Regions from separate parts of the Sander lucioperca genome. Here region 1 is linked to region 2. The links are chromatin contacts, called in public Hi-C maps. All regions are on one chromosome and are shown on one strand. The core of a region is the stretch at or near the end of the contact, and the rest is flanking DNA. Distances in the headings are between cores, read along the strand shown.

The links. A called contact is a pair of places that touch in the nucleus more often than the background predicts.
Region 1: a contact with region 2 is called in a Hi-C map of liver, with 2.6 times the contacts expected there. The contact joins the promoter of hlx1 here to the promoter of mia3 in region 2. A contact is called at or near these places in 2 of 2 Hi-C or Micro-C datasets (liver and muscle).

The regions. Positions count from the first base shown.
Region 1 is chr19:11,721,598-11,724,297 of SLUC_FBN_1.2, forward strand. It overlaps hlx1 (H2.0-like homeobox protein), which reads right to left and starts at 1,363. Exons shown (of 3, transcript XM_031322554.2): 1 at 698-1,363. The coding sequence starts at 1,139. All of the region lies in intron 2 of LOC116066478 (a long non-coding RNA gene), which reads right to left.
Region 2 is chr19:11,586,530-11,589,229 of SLUC_FBN_1.2, forward strand. mia3 (transport and Golgi organization protein 1 homolog) reads right to left here and starts at 1,382. Exons shown (of 26, transcript XM_035995509.1): 1 at 1,158-1,382. The coding sequence starts at 1,278. All of the region lies in intron 1 of taf1a (TATA box-binding protein-associated factor RNA polymerase I subunit A), which reads left to right.

The DNA.
Region 1 (2,700 bases), core at 113-2,612, 140 kb after region 2:
TGACTACCTGGGAAGGTGTCCTGAAACTGATGCTGGCCTGAATGCCTGCTGCTGCTGCTGCCTAGTGAATTCATCATGGAGGACGCGTCGTTCATCCCGGGGTCTATGCAGGAGAAGTACTGGCTGGCCGGAGGCTGAATGGGGATGTGGATCCCTGACTGACGGTTCGAGCTAACGATGGATGTGAGATCTGTTACAAAGCGAGAGATGATGGGCTTCAGTCAGGAAACAAAGAGTCACACTGGCAACCTGGGGGGCAAGATGGTCTAGTATTTAGAGAGACCATCAAACAAATTCAGAGTTCAAGTGTGACTGCTAAAGTGTCTTTGAGCAAACTTCCAGCTGTTTGTAGCTGATCCTGACCTCTGACCTCTCTGGTTAGGGGGCAACAGAGCAGAGGATTTCCCCACATGGCTCACTTCTTAAAGTGCATGATATGAGCTTATTTGGGCTCTTACTACTCTGAGAACAAGCCTGACAGTGTTATAAACTGGTAATTTACATTAGCTGCTTCTAGTTTGTTGCTTTCAGTTTCTAAAGTTTGGACGGTCTTGTTAATGATATCATTAAAAGAAATGGCCATAAAACACATCCCTCCCTATGTATTGTTTTCCTTGGCTGACATGACAGGAAACTTCTCTATAAACACCACAAAACTGTTGGAAAATTCAGCGTGTAATAAAATCTTGATTCTTACCTTTTAATGACGACTTTTCTTTGCCTTTTGGATCAAAGTCTGTCGACAATATCCGATCAATTCCGAATTTGAGGTCTTTGCTTGAAGGCGGGGGAGCTTGTTGGGAGTTAAATGCAGTTCTGACTGATGTTAGCTGTAGTCCGTGTCTGTGGTAAGGAGACGTCGGACTCACCCTCGCGCCGTACACCGATGGCTCGGGCGCGACGGGAGAAGGGCGCAGCGGCGAGCTGCCGGAGTGCCCGTGCTGCGCGCGGTGGTGGTGTCCCATATGCAACATGACGGCCGACGATCCCGGGATGTTCTCTCCATCTCCAGCCTGCAAAATGTCTGCGATGCAAAACGAGGGTTTCTTCATCGTATCCACAGCGAAGCCCCCCGCGCAGTACGCAGACCAGAGGCTAAAATTTGACGCGTAAAACGGGTTCAGCCCGGCCGTGTACATCCCGCAGCCTCTAATGAGTCTTATTGTTTCTCAGAAGAGGGTATAAACGGACAGGCATGTAAAAAAGCAGGGATGGCGTTTTAGGGGGATAGATGACCGTCCTCTTTGTGTCAGTGCCAAAATCGCTCTCCCAACTCTGAAATCCAAACCCTACAGTTCCTCTCTGAAGTTTCTCCGTTGACACTGATTGGTTGCTTTCTGAGCCAATGGCTGTTTTGCATTCGCTCACATCACGCCCTTACAAATGAGGATGATGTGTAGCCAACACAACACCACGCACGCGCGCGCGCACACACACACACACACACACACACACACACACACACACACACACACACACACACACACACACACACACACACACACACACACACAACACACACACACACACACATACATTTTAATCCTGAGATGATGGATTGATCACTTAAAGAGAACCCACACCCATCACCGCACACAAAAACATTATACCCTTTAACTCTCAGTACACTACACATATTTTCCAAAAAGGCACTTTTCAACACTAAATACTTATATTACCCTGCAAAAAATGAAAAGAGCTAATCGATAAATATGCCACTCGGTTGTATTGTATGAAATAGTAAAATATGTATATCTAATCATTTAATTAACTGTACAAAATGGACGTGTAATCAAATGACCCCGCGAGCCCAGGAGGCTCTATTAGCTCCACTCATCCTGTTTTTGATGGGCTGTGATTCGTGTTAAATGAGCGGATATTCCTGCTACATTTGCCCCCAAAATAGAACCTGTTTTAGTATTTTAGGATACAGCACAAATCCTTATTTCTTCCGGAGCAGAGGGGGGGACTTTTATAATGACTGTTAGAACTTCCCTTTTTCAATATTTGTGCAACTTTATCTCGACCTGCAAGTTGCACGGTGACGCAAATCCGTCCCCATGCTCATAATAAACAGAGGAAACCGATTCCCTTCTAAAACCAAAACACAATTAACTTCAGAGGCGATACTTCATCCGCGAGGCCCCACTAGATTTACACGTTGGGTCCTGGCAATAACCTTTTTAGAATTTAAATAGTAGAAATGCAAATTATAATCTTTCCTGCTGCTTTAACTTGAACGAATCTATCTTAACTGACCTGAAACAACGTATTTAAAATATGTGCAATAATAACTTTTATTATCATGTTTGTACGTTTAAGTTAATATACTTTGAATACATTTCTAACTGTCAATAAAAAATGAACTCTCTCGCGCTTTCTCCCCCTCTCCTACTGTCCTGCCTTGATACTGTCCCCCCCCCCACCCCTCCCACAGACTCTCCGATCGCATGTTTCTCTCGCATGTGTAGAAACAATGGCTTCTGAAGCCCGCATTCATTTAGTCTTGATTCATGCGGGCGGAAGCGCCGATGACCCTGACTGCCTCCTATCATGCTGTTTTCGAGTGACACTTTTCCGGGTTAAAATTAGAAATAGAGATTTAACGTTTGCCCTTCATCATGCAGTCAAAACAATCCAGGGAAGAGGATGTAGCAGACGCAGCACGCCTCGAGTTATTTCAGGTGCTGATGAGCTTTT
Region 2 (2,700 bases), core at 132-2,631:
AGAAGAAAAACACAATCAGCCACATAACCACATTTTGAAAGCTGGAACCAATTAATTTGGGGCATTGTTCTGGCTTAAAAAATATTTACAACTGATTTATTGTTTATCAAAATGAATGCCAAGTTCTTTTCTGTCACTCTATTTCTTGTTTTGGCTCTACAATGTTGTATTTTCACAAAACATGCAACACAAAATTAGACAAAAACTGACTGAACTGAAAGGTATGGCAAATAAGCAAAGAGTTTAGATCTGCATTGTCTGTATGACATGCCACTGTCATGGTTATAGTCGACTTTAGCCTCAGACGTTGGTTTAAAACATTCAAGCAGAGTACCTGATCATATTATGCCTTTCTTTGTTTTATGTTAATGTGTCTAATCTTTACTGTTTTATTACTCAAAACTAGCTTCTCCTTTTGATAAGTCGCCAATAAAACAAGGTCTTATTACCTACACCAGCCTTTTTGTTGTTGTTGTTGTTGTTGTTGTGGTATTTTCAGGTTAACATTTTCTATAACAGCAACAACAACAACAGCTGCTATAACGGTCCCTGAGGCTTGTATATGATGGCGTACATCTAGTTAGCAATGCAAACTGGGATATAAAGACAACCTGGGTTAACATAACGTTAATTTAAATTCTTATTTCACCTAAAGCTAACGCTAAATTTAAATAGTTTGCTGGTTAAACTACACAATCTAGAGTAACGTTAGTCTGTGTTTATAACATTAGCTAAGGAGAGAAGTACGACCAATGCCTATGTGACTTAACAATAGAGTTAGCCAACATTAGCAGAGATTTTGCCCAAAGCCGGCCGGTGGCTAATTAGCTAGCTGCTAACATTAGCCACCACTAACCACCAAGCTGGGCAGGCCGGAGCTGCCAGGCAACCGGCCAACACTACGGGCTACGTCTGAACAAAACACCCCCCCGCGATAATACCAACAGTTAAGATTAGCATGCGCTGATTTCAACAAGCAGCAGACGTCTGCACAGCATCGGAACTACTACAGGTGGTTATCCAGGTCACAAATATCGACTGGCAACAGGTCTGGAGATAAGGCGTAGTTTATGGCTAGCTGTAACGTTAGTATCGGGATGTGGGAAGATGCATCCCTGAAGTCCTGATGAGCTAGTAGTTACAACAATCAAACTTACTGCTGCACTCCTCATCTGCGCATCTCTTAAAGTCGGAGAACCTTTTTTCCAAGGCTGCAGTTGAAATAAAATTAAATAAAAGTAATAAAAGGCCCTGTCGGTAGAAGTGTTTTGCTGCCATGCTGGCACTTTCTGTGGACTGGCTTAACTCTGCTGCTGGAGCATGAAGCACTGCGAGCTGAAGGAGCCGACACGTCAGCAGATCAGATCCGGCTGGGTGTAGGCACGGATAGGTTTACAGGATATAAGGTTTGGATTTGGCTGCTTCATGTGACTGTGGGAAACAACCTCAAACAGATGCAGTGGAAGTAGAGAAATCAGCCTCATCATTGTGCAGTTGCTTCTGGAATCATCCAATAGGCCTAGCTAAATCAGCAAAGACATCTACAATATGCACAAAAAGATTCAAGAGATTGAAAGTACTCAGAGGATTATGACCGGTGTATTTTAATTTCACATAATCTTCCCCAGAGGCCTCTTTAATCAAATATAGTGTAGACCTATAACCAGCAAAATACAATAAAGAGAAAAAAGGCAGTTACCTTCCAAGTTTGTTAATAGTGATAAATGGGCGTAGTGCAAACAGAAAAACATAACAAACCTGTAATCAATATGGATAAGAAAAATCTTTAAAAAATATCTTATTGCCAACTATTCTGTTTCAACACAAATTACCTTTTTTTATTTTGTATTATCATGTCATTAACAGCCATCGATAACAAAACATCTGATCCATTCAATTTGTGATGATCCATTTATTGTTGGCTCACAGCATTTCTATAGATAGATAGATAGATAAAGTATTCTGTAATGCCAATGGGAAATTGCTGCGTTAGCCAGTTTACACATAAAACCAAAAACAAACAGCATGACACTCAGAGAGGTAAATAAGAAATAACATTATGAAACATAAATAACTAAATTTTGGCAATTGCAAATACCGATGTGGAAAGCAGAAATTACGGCCTTTGCTTAAACATCCCTTCAGCTCATGTTAGGCATGGATGTATTAAGGGAATTTTTTTTTTTTTTACTTTATTATACAATAGTATACAAACAATTAAGGCACAATGTGTGTTTGTACATTTGTCAAAAACACGTTTACAGCTTTGAGGTAATATATACAAAAAAACATAAATAAAGAAAATAAGATACTAGGGGTCTTTTTAGTCCAGTAGGGAATGTAAGTCCAACAAATAAGAGTCTCTTGGCGTTTTCCTTCGTCATGTATTGTAGAGATGTAGCAAAAAGCTTAAGCTTGTTCTTCCAACCGTTGATGTGGGTTTTGACCTTTAAATACTTGCACCTATGAATAAAATGTTTACAATGCTCAATCAAGTTATTTATCAAAAATTCTAGATTCTTATCCTTTAAAAATATTCCAGCTTTAATTGACATTTCGTTTAATGGGTGTAGCAGTATATCTTTAGATTGAAGCCAGCATTGAAAAGACAGCCACAAGTCATTAATCGGTTCACACTGAAAGAAAATATGTTCAACCGTCTCAATATCGCTCTCACAGGAGTTACTTTCCCAATTCAAT